Regions from separate parts of the Mus musculus genome. Here region 1 is linked to region 2. The links are chromatin contacts, called in public Hi-C maps. All regions are on one chromosome and are shown on one strand. The core of a region is the stretch at or near the end of the contact, and the rest is flanking DNA. Distances in the headings are between cores, read along the strand shown.

Region 1 (5,717 bases), core at 2,370-4,869, 110 kb before region 2:
TGCGATGCGTGCAGCCTCAGCCCTGTTGTGATTAGTCCACACATGAGCATAGACCCCCTCCCGACTTTGAGTGCCTCCTTCATTAGGCTCTGCCTCCCAGAACTGCTGTGTAGAGATTGAATGTTCAGCAGGCAGAGAAAATGTCGGTGGGAACCATGCTAGGAAGTTGTGTGAAGACTCAGAGATGTGGATGTCCAGGACTCCATTGAGCAGGACGTGGAGACGGTGCCTGCTGCTATATGGAAAGGTAGTCTCCCGTTCTCTGTAAATAGAGAGACGCTGGCAAGGTTTGAGGCCTTGAAAAAATGCAGTTCAGAGCCAGTATGAGTGTGTGAGTTATGAGCCACTGGTAAAGGAAAGTAACTCTTTTAATAATTTATATGCTTAAATACCCAAGCGTGGTAGTTAATTTTGATTGTTAACTTCCCTGGATCTAGAGTCGCCTAAGAGGCAAGCCCTTGGGTAAGACTGTGAGTCTTTGATTATGTAATTTGGAGTAAGAAAATAAACTCTAACTATGGAAGACAATATTCTCTGGGCCGGGCTCCTGGACTGAGTAAAGAGGAGAGAGCAGGCTGAGCACAGCTGTTCAGTGGTCCCTGATCCTTGATTGTGACCACAAGGTATTCCGCTGCCTCGTGTTCCTGCTGCTGTCTTTCCTCCTCATAATGAACTACACCTTCAACCTGAAAGCCAACAGCATGCCCCTTAGTTGTTTTTGGTCTGATGCTTTGTTATAGCTAAAAGAAAAATAACTACCACACTAACACATCAACTTTTACCAAATATTGTAAAAAGATTTTTTTTCCTATGAGCAAAAGGTCCATTTTGAAGTTTCAAACAGAAGTCATGGAGCACAGGGCTTATTTCTCCACCAAGATGTTTTCTTTTTAAAACTCCTTTATTGTCCATACCAAGGTAGGAGGGCAGCCTTTCAGTGACAGCTTTGGATCTAGTAGAATATGTGTGTACAAAGGGAATATATACAATGTTTGCCCAAAGCTGTAGAAAGAGCCTATCCATAATACTAAGTATGAATATCATATAAGGCCACTTACATGTATTTGTGTGTGTCCCTGTGCATGTCCCTGTGTGTGTGCGTGTGCATGTATGTATGTGTGTGTGTGTGTGAGAGAGAGAGAGAGAGAGAGAGAGGAGAGGAGAGAGAGAGAGATGAGAGATAGGGAGAGAGAAACAGGGAGAAAGAGACAGAGAGACAGAGAGACAGACAGAGACAGAAAATGAGAGAAAGACAGAGAGACAGAAACTGAGACAGAGAGATTTCCTGTTTAGATGAAAACGTAGGTGGAAGAAAGAACCACAGAGTCTGTTTCTCAGACTCCTCTGAATCTTTTTCTCGTGTTCTATTTGCTTTATCATCTGGTTAAAATACAGAGCTTAAATGCCTAACTTAACCTTTCCTCTAGAACCCTGCTCCTTTGCCCTAACCACTAATATGGTAAATTAACATGTATAGTCTTACTTTATATAATGTGATAGGAATATACACTAAAAGCATTTTTTCTTAAAACTATTCAGAAAACGAAAACTTCTTAGCTTAGTAAAAAGGCAGGCAGAGTGAGCAAGTGTTTGAGAGCCCTGGTGGGAAATCTGCATACACAGTCCGGTCCACATTCAGCTGTGAATGCCTCCGGCTAGCTTTCAAGTTAATTTGTGTGTGTGTGTGTGTGTGTGTGTGTGTGTGTGTGCATCATTACAAGTATATAATTTAAAGGCTTGGGACATTACTATGAGGCATGAAGGTCATTTATAGAGATGCAGCTCAATGCCACAATACAATAAATGGACATTTGTCATTATTCACATCAACAAATTCTTTTCCCCTCTCCTTGATGTCTCGTTTTCTTCCTTCACAGTAAAGTGGATACGACATGGTCACATACAAAGCACAGATGTTTCTCCTGCCTCATCCCCACAACCCTGATCATTCAGATTTACTTAGACATGGTCCTTCTCAAGTGCCTCAGAAAGGTATGTGTGGTAATGAAACAAGATGGCCCACCCCAGGAAAGAAAAACGCTAGAGTGTTGTGGTCTGGGACAGAGTGTGTAGTGATTCACCCTTGGTCATTTTTAATAGTGTGAGTTTGAGTGATTTATTCACCTTCTGAAAGCCTCAATTTTCTTAGCGTAAAGTGATAATAATAGTGTCTTCTCAGGGTAGCTATGCATCCTAAACAAGAACAAAGAGGGATTTGCATCCTAATAAGTACCTAGCCAAACACCAGCCAACCAAGCGAACAAACAAAACAAAACAAAACAAAACCCTGGCAATCAGCCTAAAATAGACACAACTCAGCCAGTGGGTATGGCTGTAGCACCTTATACTCCAGGCAAAATCCAAGGTAGCTCTGTACTGTGGAAGTCCATTGGCTTCAGTATTGGCAGTTGACATCCCTGTGAGGGAGTTCCCAAGAACAGCTGCTAATGACATTTTGTCAGCCACGATCACCCAGGCCAAGGGGTTATCCAGAACCTCTGAGCATGAATGATTGAGGTTGGCTTGTACTGAACGTTCTCATTTCCTCCCTTTCATAGAAAAGCACTGAGCCACGGCCATGTGCATTTGTTCACCTGAGGTAACAGAGCTGATGATTCATACTCGGGATTTATGCCCAGATCCAGGATACTAAAGCCTAGATATCGACACAGACACAGGCACGGGCACGGGCACGGGCACGGGCACGGGCACGGGCACGGGCACACACACACGAACAGGCACAGGCACAGCACAGGCACAGGCACAGGCAGAGCACAGGCACAGGCACAGGCAGAGCACAGGCAGAGCACAGGCACATACACACGAACAGGCACAGGCACAGCACAGCACAGGCACAGGCACAGGCATAGGCACACACACAGGCACAGGCACACGCACACGCACACGCGCACACACACAGGCACAGGCAGAGCACAGGCACAGCACAGGCACAGACACACGCACAGGCACAGGCACAGGCACAGCACAGGCACACATACAGGCACAGGCACACGCACACACACACGCGCACACACACAGGCACAGGCAGAGCACAGGCACAGCACAGGCACACACACACGAGCAGGCACAGGCACAGGCACAGGCACAGCACAGGCACACACACACGAACAGGCACAGGCACAGCACAGGCACAGACACACGCACAGGCACAGGCACAGGCACAGGCACAGCACAGGCACAGGCACACAGGCACACACACAGGCACAGGCACACGCACACGCGCACACACACAGGCACAGGCAGAGCACAGGCACAGGCACAGGCACAGCACAGGCACAGCACAGGCACAGGCACAGGCACACACACATCACATGCCACACAGCAGTACATATACAGAGACACACTCATCACACAGTTCTTAGCACCCGAAGCAAACTGAGCCGAAAGGGAAGGAGATGCCAACAAGCTGAGGCCCACCAGTAGCCAAGGCTGTGGTTGGCCTCCTTTCTGTCCTGCCTGTATTCACAGGACATGTTCTCAGCTGTTAGCAATCTGTGAAGCAAACCCTCTCAATGACTCAAGAGACAGGGCCATCCATCTGCCATCACCAGTGCTTTGGAACAAAGGCTGTCTGTCTGGGTCAGGGGAGAAGACACTGCTCTGTACAGCCACTCTTGGGAATCATATCAGCTAAGGACAGAAGCCCAAGCCGTGCAGAAGAGCAGTGCTAGTCGCATGCTAGCCAACCTAGGAAATGTTCAGCTTCTGTCTGTTGTAACTGCATTGAGACCCAGCTACCTGAGTTTTTGAATAATAGTTACAGATTTTAAAGTGTTTACACACTATTAACATTTCCTGCATATTTGACTTATTGCACTAAAGCATGTGTGGCACTTTGAATCCTGTATAAAAACTCAAACCTGTATGTCTTAGGCAGGGTTTCTATTTTTGCACAAACATCATGACCAAGAAGCAAGTTGGGGAGGAAAGGGTTTATTCAGCTTACACTTCCCACATTGCTGTTCATCACCAAAGGAAGTCAGGACTGGAACTCAAGCAGGTCAGAGAGCAGGAGCTGATGCAGAAGCCATGGAGGGATGTTCTTTACTGGCTTGCTTCCCCTAGCTTACTCAGCTTGTTTTCTTATAGAACCTAGGACTACCAGCCCAGGGATGGCACCACCCACAATGGGTCCTCCCCTCTTGATCACTAATTGAGAAAATTCCTTACAGCTGGATCTCATTGAGGCACTTCCCCAACGAAGCTCCTTTCTCTGTGATAACTCCAGCTTTTGTCAAGTTAACACACAAAACCAGCCAGTACACTGTGTAAAATTTTTTATTGGATATTTTCTTTATTTACATTTCAAATGCTATCCCCTTTCCCAGTCTCCCCCCTCAGAAATTCCCTATCTTATCCCCTCCCCCAGCTTCTATGAGGGTGTTCACCCACTCCTGCCTCCCCACCCTGAGATTCCCCTACACTGGGGTATCAAGCCTTCACAGGACCAAGGGCCTCCCATTAATGCCCAACAAGACCAACCTCTGCTACATATTTGGCTGGAGCCATGGATCTCTCCATGTGTACTCTTTGGTTGGTGTTTTAGTCCCTGGGAGCTCTGGAGGGGGGGGGTGGTCTTGTTGGTTGATATTGTTGTTCTTCCTATGGGGTTGCAATCCCCTTCAGCTCCTTCAGTCCTTTCTCTAACTCCTCCATTGGGGACCCTGTGCTCAGTCCAATGGTTGACTGTGAACATCTGCCTCTGTATTTGTCAGCTCTGGCAGAGCCTCTCAGGAGACAGCTATAACAGGCTCCTTTCTGCAAGTACTTCTTGGTATCCACAATAGTGTCTGGGTTTGGTGACTGGGGATGGATCCCCAGGTGGGACAGTCTCTAAATGGCCTTTCCTTTAGTCTCTGCTCCGCATTTTGTCTCTGTATTTTCTCCCACAAGTATTTTGTTCTCTCTTCTAAGAAGGATAGAAGCATCCACGCTTTGGTCTTCACTCTTCTTGAGCTTCATATGGTCTGTGAATTGTATCTTAGATATTCTGAGCTTTTGGGCTAATATCCACTTATGAGTGAATGCATACCATGTATGTTCTTTTATGACTGGTTTACCTGAATCAGGATGATATTTTCTAGTTCCATCCATTTGCTTAAGAATTTCTTGAAGTCATTGTTTTTAATAGCTGAGTAGTACTCCATTGTGCAAATGTACCACATTTTCTGTATCCATTCCTCTGTTGAAGGACATCTGGGTTCTCTCCAGCTTCTGGCTGTTATAAATAAGGCTGCTATGAACATTTAATTGGGACTAGCTCACAAGTTCAAAGGTTTAGTCCATGGCAGCACACAGCCAGACATGGTAGGAGAGAGGTAGCTGAGAGTTCTCCATACAGAATGGCAGGCAAAGAGAGACACTTGCCTGATTTGAGCAGTTGAAAACCCAAAGCCCACCCAACAAAGACATACTTTCTCCAACAAGGCCACACCTCCTCCAACAAAGCCAAATCTTCTAATTCCTGTCAAGTATTGCCACTCTGTAGTGAGCAAGTATTCAAAACTATGAACCTATGGAGGCCATTCCTATTCAAACCAAAATGGGACCATTTAAAAATGTAAAATCCACTCTTTTCTATAAGACAGTATAAAACAAGTACCATGCAGAATTCAGGCTCTAGATATTTTCAGCCTTAATTTCAACTAGTCCCAACCCAAAGCCCTCCTCTGAAAGACAAACTTACCTAACAATCT
Region 2 (5,713 bases), core at 506-3,005:
GCTATTTTAAACTTGGGGGCTTGAGATGGTATCTGGACCATTTACACAAACAAGTGCTGGCTGATTGACATCTAACCCCAGTGTTTGCCTACTCTGGCTTCCAAGTAAAGCAAAGGGAGAGAGGGATTTTCATCTGGTTGCTCTCTAAGCCACCGCAGAGGAATTCTTAGGCAGCATTTCACTTTGCAGCGTGGGCAAAACACACTGCTAGCAATCCCTTAAACGTGGACAAGTGCGTGTATGCATGTGAGTGTGTGTGTGTGTGTGTGTGTGTGTGTGTGTGTGTGTGCGCGCGCGCGCGCGCGCGCGCACATTATCCCTGCTATTGCTATCATTCTATGGCTGCATGATTTTAAGTAGGATACCTGGCTCAAGAATGTGCTTCATAGTTAAGCTCATAAGGTCCCCAAGTTCCAGTGTCCCCATTTGTAAACTAGGCATGGTAGCCATAGTACCAGAACCCCAGAAGGACATTGTCAGTAGTGGGAGGGGCTGGCAGGCCATCCCGGAGCTCATACACTCCCCATCTCTCCAAGCCTCCCAGCCCCCCTGCTCTGACAACACCTTGAAGTTGTAGTCCTCTCTGAACATGAAACTCTTCTAGGTTCAATTTCAAACAAACAAACAAACAAAGGCAACGGCACCACTTTGGCCTGGGCATTACGGATGAAGATGATGACGACCCCACAACAATACTAATAGGAGGAGTGAATTCCAATATAAACCATCTTCACGGTCTCCCAGTGCTTTCTTTCAGAATACACGCATGCGTCACTAAATTTAGACAGAGAAAAGTCTTTTTTTTTTTTTTTTTTCGAGACAGGGTTTCTCTGTGTAGCCCTGGCTGTCCTGGAACTCTGCAAAGCAAGACAGACAACCGGGAGTCCCCAGGAGGCAAATTTCTCCCCAGTAGGAATGTCATTTGAAAAAAACAAAACCCTAAATCTTTCCAGGAAACCAAAACACAGCCAAGTGTGCTCAGCAGGAGGCCAGAATAAAATTTCTACCTTCCAGACTTAAAATGAAGTTTTAAATGAAGGAAACATTTGCCATGACTGTCCGTGACCAGCTGGGTCTCTTTATTAAAAATAATTTCCCATGTCACAGTCTGCAAAGGGGGGAAGCGGAAAGTGGAGGGGAGGGGCTCGGGGAGCGAGCGTACTCTTGGGTCTTTCCAAGCAGGGTGTCACCCCTGAGTGTGCACCCTTAAGCCCTAGGAGAGAAGGAAATCCGAGCCTGAGCACACAGCAGTTTTCCTTAGACAGGCCAGAAGGCTTAGAGTTCAGCCCTGCCTGGTGGGGGAAGGGAACAGACCAAGTTCCACTGTCCTACTCCACTGTTAGAAAAACAAATAAAGAAAAGCCACTAACCTTGCCTCGGGTCTGGGAAGCGAACCGGCCAGGGCTGAGTTTGTCTCCCGTGGCAAAAAGCCCCAAAATTAATAAGCTGAGCCACGATCGAGAGCTTGGCCAGCCAGCTCCCCCGAGCACATGGCATGGTTCAGTTGTTGGGGAGAAGAAAAGTTTTAAAAGTTTTAGCTCTCAGCTGCAGATATCCAGTCCTCGCCTGTGTCCGCACAGAAAGACGCCCGAGAACATGGTCCAAGCATGGGAAGGGAGCGGCCCGCAAGCTGACCAGGAGGCTCTAGTGGCTTTTTGAAGCCGATGGGACCAGAGAGCTTTTATTCTCTCCCTGTCCTGAAAGGGGAGTGAATGAGCTGACAGCTTCTTCTTCCTGCGGGCCAGAGCATGGACTGGGTCAGAGCCAAGGGGCTCAGCCCACCCCAGATCCCCACCCCTCTGCTTCCCCACCCGACAGGCCTCCAGCCAGCTAACACATTTTCCTTGGGGACGCCCTCCTCCCTCAAGCTCCTCCCTCCGGGCTCAGAGCCTGGGCATGCGGGCCAAATAGGGGAGACCCTAGACAGCTGGCCAGGAAGAAACTAGAGTAAGAGCCGTCAGAGGCTCCTAGGACAACACGCCCCCCCCCCCATCTCCTTTACACAGGATGAAATGTACTTACAAATAGTGAGTTATGGGCCAGAGGGGACCCTACTCAGCATCCTTCTTAGCTCCTCCCAGACCCTGAATGTACCCTATTCTGTCAAGACTCCCCACCCTCTAGCAACCTCTGTGCTCTTCTTCCAGGGCAGGCTAAGATTTCCACTTAACAACTAATAAGCAATTTTTTTCTCTTTGCCAAGTCACACAGGAAATGATCCAAGCTAATCTGCTGTCTTGACCCTGGACAAGTCTCTTCCTCTGCAGGAAGGGGTACGTGGATCAAATGCTTGAGAGGCCTTCTGTGGCTATAGGTCAGTGCCTGCTTTCTTTTCAAATCCTACCCTCTCTCTGTAATACCTCCACCAGCAGCACACTAGCAACATGCAGAAAGATTTCAGCCCCAACAGGGGAAGGCCTTGAGCATAGGCAGTGGCAGCTGCAGCAGTGTGTGTGTGTGTGTGTGTGTGTGTGTGTGTGTGTGTGTGTGTGTGTGTGTATGAGTGTGTGTGTGTATATGTGTGTGTATGAGTGTGTGTGTGTATGTGTGTGTGGTGTGTATGTGTGTGTGTGTGGTGTGTGTGTGTGTATGTGTGTGTATGTGTGTGGTGTGTGTGTATGTATGTGTGTGTGGTGTGTGTATGTGTGTGTGTGGTGTGTATGTGTATGTATGTGTGTATGTGTGTGTGTATGTGTGTGTATGTGTGTGTGTGTATGTGTGTGTGTGGTGTGTGTGTGTGTATGTGTGTGTGTATGTGTGTGTATGTGTGTGGTGTGTGTGTGTATATGTGTGTATGTGTGTGTGTGGTGTGTGTGTGGTGTGTGTGTGTATATGTGTGTGTGTATGTGTGTGTGGTATGTGTGTGTGGTGTGTGTGTGTGGTGTGTGTGTGTGTATGTATGTATATGTGTGTGTGGTGTGTATGTGTGTGTGTGTGGTGTGTATGTGTGTGTGGTATGTGTGGTGTGTGTGTGTGTGTGTGTGTGTGTGTGTGTGTGTATGTGTGTGTGTTTGGAGTATCCATTCAGATACTCACTTTCTCCTCATTGAGAGAATGTCACAGAGCAGGAGTTACCAGGCATCTTGAGAATGATCCAGGATAACCCAGCCAAAATTCTTTACCTCTGGGTTGAAACAAACACCCCCCACCCCCCAGCCCCCCCGCCGCCCTTATTCCATTCAGAAGGAATTTGGCCTCATGTATGGAGGGCTCTTTGGCTGACAGCCAATCACACACCTTCAGCAAGATGTCTGGCTACTAGGTGATCTTGCATTGGGTCAGGGCAGCCACACCATCCCCAGGGACCCAAAATGCAAGGCCCTAGATGGAAAGCCCAAAGGACTCCACACTGGGAAACATAGCTATCAAGACTTTCTGAGGGACACTGGCTCCTGTGTTTTGCTAGTGGAAATTTACAAACTTACTGTCTTAAAACAACACAGATTTATTGTCTTAAGTTCTGAAGATCTGCAACAGAATTCACTGGGCTGAAATCAAGAAGCTGCATTCCTTTCTGGCTGTCTTAAAATCTATTCTCTGGCCTCTTTCAGCTTCAACCTCCTGGAATTCTCTAGCTCCCAGCTCTTCTTCCCCATCTTCGAAGCCAGCAATGGCTGGTTGACTCTTGCCCATGTAATGTTTCTCTGTCTCTTTTCTATTTTCCCCCTCGTCGGCCTTTCCAAGAACACTTCCCATCACCCTCATCAGGGATCGTCTCTGGAGTTGACTAACATCTCTGATTCTACCTGCAACCTTCAGCTCTCCTGGCCATGTAGTATAGCCATGATGTAGTAGTTATGACATAGTATGTCATGATAAGGAAGACAGGGAACTGAGTCACCTACCCTCTATTCCTATCACATATAGAAGGTAGCAAGTTCACATCCTGAGCCAAAATCGATGAAATTTAGTAGGCACCATTAGCTGCCAGATATGCATTTATGAGGTCATTTAAAAACACTTTGAGCTGATCTCTGTGTTGCATATTCTCTTAGTTCTCTCTCTCTCTCTCTCTCTCTCTCTCTCTCTCTCTCTCTCTCTCTCTCACACACACACACACACACACACACACATACACACACCCCTCATACACATATACACATACCTTTTACTCCTCTCTCTCTTCTTCATTTTCTTTTTCTTTTTTTTTATTTATTTTATTGGGTATTTATTTCATTTACATTTCCAATGCTATCCCAAAAGTCCCCCACCCACCCACTCCCACGTCTTGGCCCTGTCGTTCCTCTGTACTGAGGCATATAAAGTTTGCACGACCAATGGGCCTCTCTGTCCACTGATGGCTGACTAGGCCATCTTCTGATTCATATGCAGCTAGAGACACGAGCTCCGGGCATTTTCTTTTTCTTTTAAGAGCAAACAGATGTTTTCTGAAGACCAAAAATCTCTACTGGCTCCCATGTCCTGGATAGCTGGAATAGAGATTTGTTTCTGAAACAAGAAGTCAAAGCACTCTTATGTCAAGGCTGAGCCGCTGAATTCTGGCTTTGCAGATTAACTACTTCAACTCTATACTATTCTTCTGATTCTCCTCCCATGTAATTTCAAGACCATACTAAGTCTGATTGTGGACATGATCTCTCAAAGGTCCCCCATTTTTAGGGTAGTAGTATTGGAAGGTACTGTGAACATTTATATGGTGGGGCCTTGTATAAGATTGTTAAGTCAGTGGGGATAGGGTATCCAAGAAAATTGTAGGGTACCTCCAGTGTCTCAGTGTTTCTCTGTCTCTTAGCTTGCGGTTCAATCCTTTTGTTCAGACATGCACTTTTGACTCTGCCACCCAGTGACCTTACCACAGGTCCAAAGCTATGTGGTCCCTACCATGAAGTCATGGATTGAAATCTCAAATTCAGCCTTTCTTTTGCTAATTTGTAACTGCCCCAGGTAGTTCACTGTAGTAAGACAACTAGGGATGAACACTAACTAGGAACATCATTCACTTAGAAGTCATCCAAAACTAAAAACTTCAAATACAAAATCTCACTTAAGTATCGTATTCTGTCAGCCCATTCAACCCTTCATGGTAAGGTCCTTCAGCCTATCAAGACTTCTTATTTTTGCCTCTTCATCTTAGGTTTATTAACAGCCATAAGCTCTGGATCATTTCCTTTTTTGCCCAATGATAACCTATGACCTACTTCTTTTAAAAAGCACCTTCAGGATTTCACATTTTCCCCATCGAACGACACCTGTGTTCCTCCCCAACTGCTGAGTTCCTCTGCCCTTGGTTGGAAAGCATCTCATCACTGCCTCCAATGGTGCAGTCAGTAATTCATTCCTCCAACCTTCACCACATGACTCAGAACAAGTATGTATCCTGTTACCATTCTATCACCAAGTTCTCACTCTTTCCAGCTGAAGTTTGATGTTTTCCCAAAGAGAAAGCCTGATTGGGCTCAACTTCTCCCCCGCTCAGTGGTGGACTTGTATTCAAGTTTTAATTGCTGCGCAGTACTATAAAAAGCCAACTACCTTTCATCCCCACTACAGGGAACAGAACTTTGAATCACTGTATAGCGTCTAGACACCCATGCCATGATACAACTGTGCTGCCTTAGAAGAGAAACTTCAAAGTCACATGCTGTCCCAGAGTAGAACAACAGTTTAGGACAGAGAGCATCCATTGATGCTGACAAGCCTTGGCAATGTACTAACAACTCTATCTACACTGCCTCGTTTAATCACCACAAAG

The links. Hi-C and Micro-C count contacts between places; a contact is called where the count stands out from the background.
Region 1: a Hi-C map of muscle stem cells shows a contact between it and region 2, with 2.0 times the contacts expected there. The contact joins the enhancer-like site here to the promoter of Adamts12 in region 2. A contact is called at or near these places in 3 of 484 Hi-C or Micro-C datasets (muscle stem cells, stem cell-derived neural stem cells and uterus), 1 of 115 datasets of contacts at active chromatin or transcription factors (stem cell-derived neural progenitor cells) and 1 of 9 other capture datasets (adipose tissue).

Annotation. Positions count from the first base shown.
Region 1 is chr15:11,171,938-11,177,654 of GRCm38.p6, reverse strand. The region is part of intron 3 of Adamts12 (a disintegrin-like and metallopeptidase (reprolysin type) with thrombospondin type 1 motif, 12); the gene reads right to left. Among named protein-coding and RNA genes, the nearest start is that of Adamts12, 110 kb to the right of the region's middle. Within about 2 kb of position 3,619, at least 19 of the 459 cell types and tissues checked have an H3K27ac peak or open chromatin away from gene starts, as enhancers often do. A contact at or near this core is called in muscle stem cells, where this site is marked.
Region 2 is chr15:11,060,815-11,066,527 of GRCm38.p6, reverse strand. Adamts12 (a disintegrin-like and metallopeptidase (reprolysin type) with thrombospondin type 1 motif, 12) reads right to left here and starts at 1,755. Exons shown (of 24, transcript NM_175501.3): 1 at 1,371-1,755. The coding sequence starts at 1,497.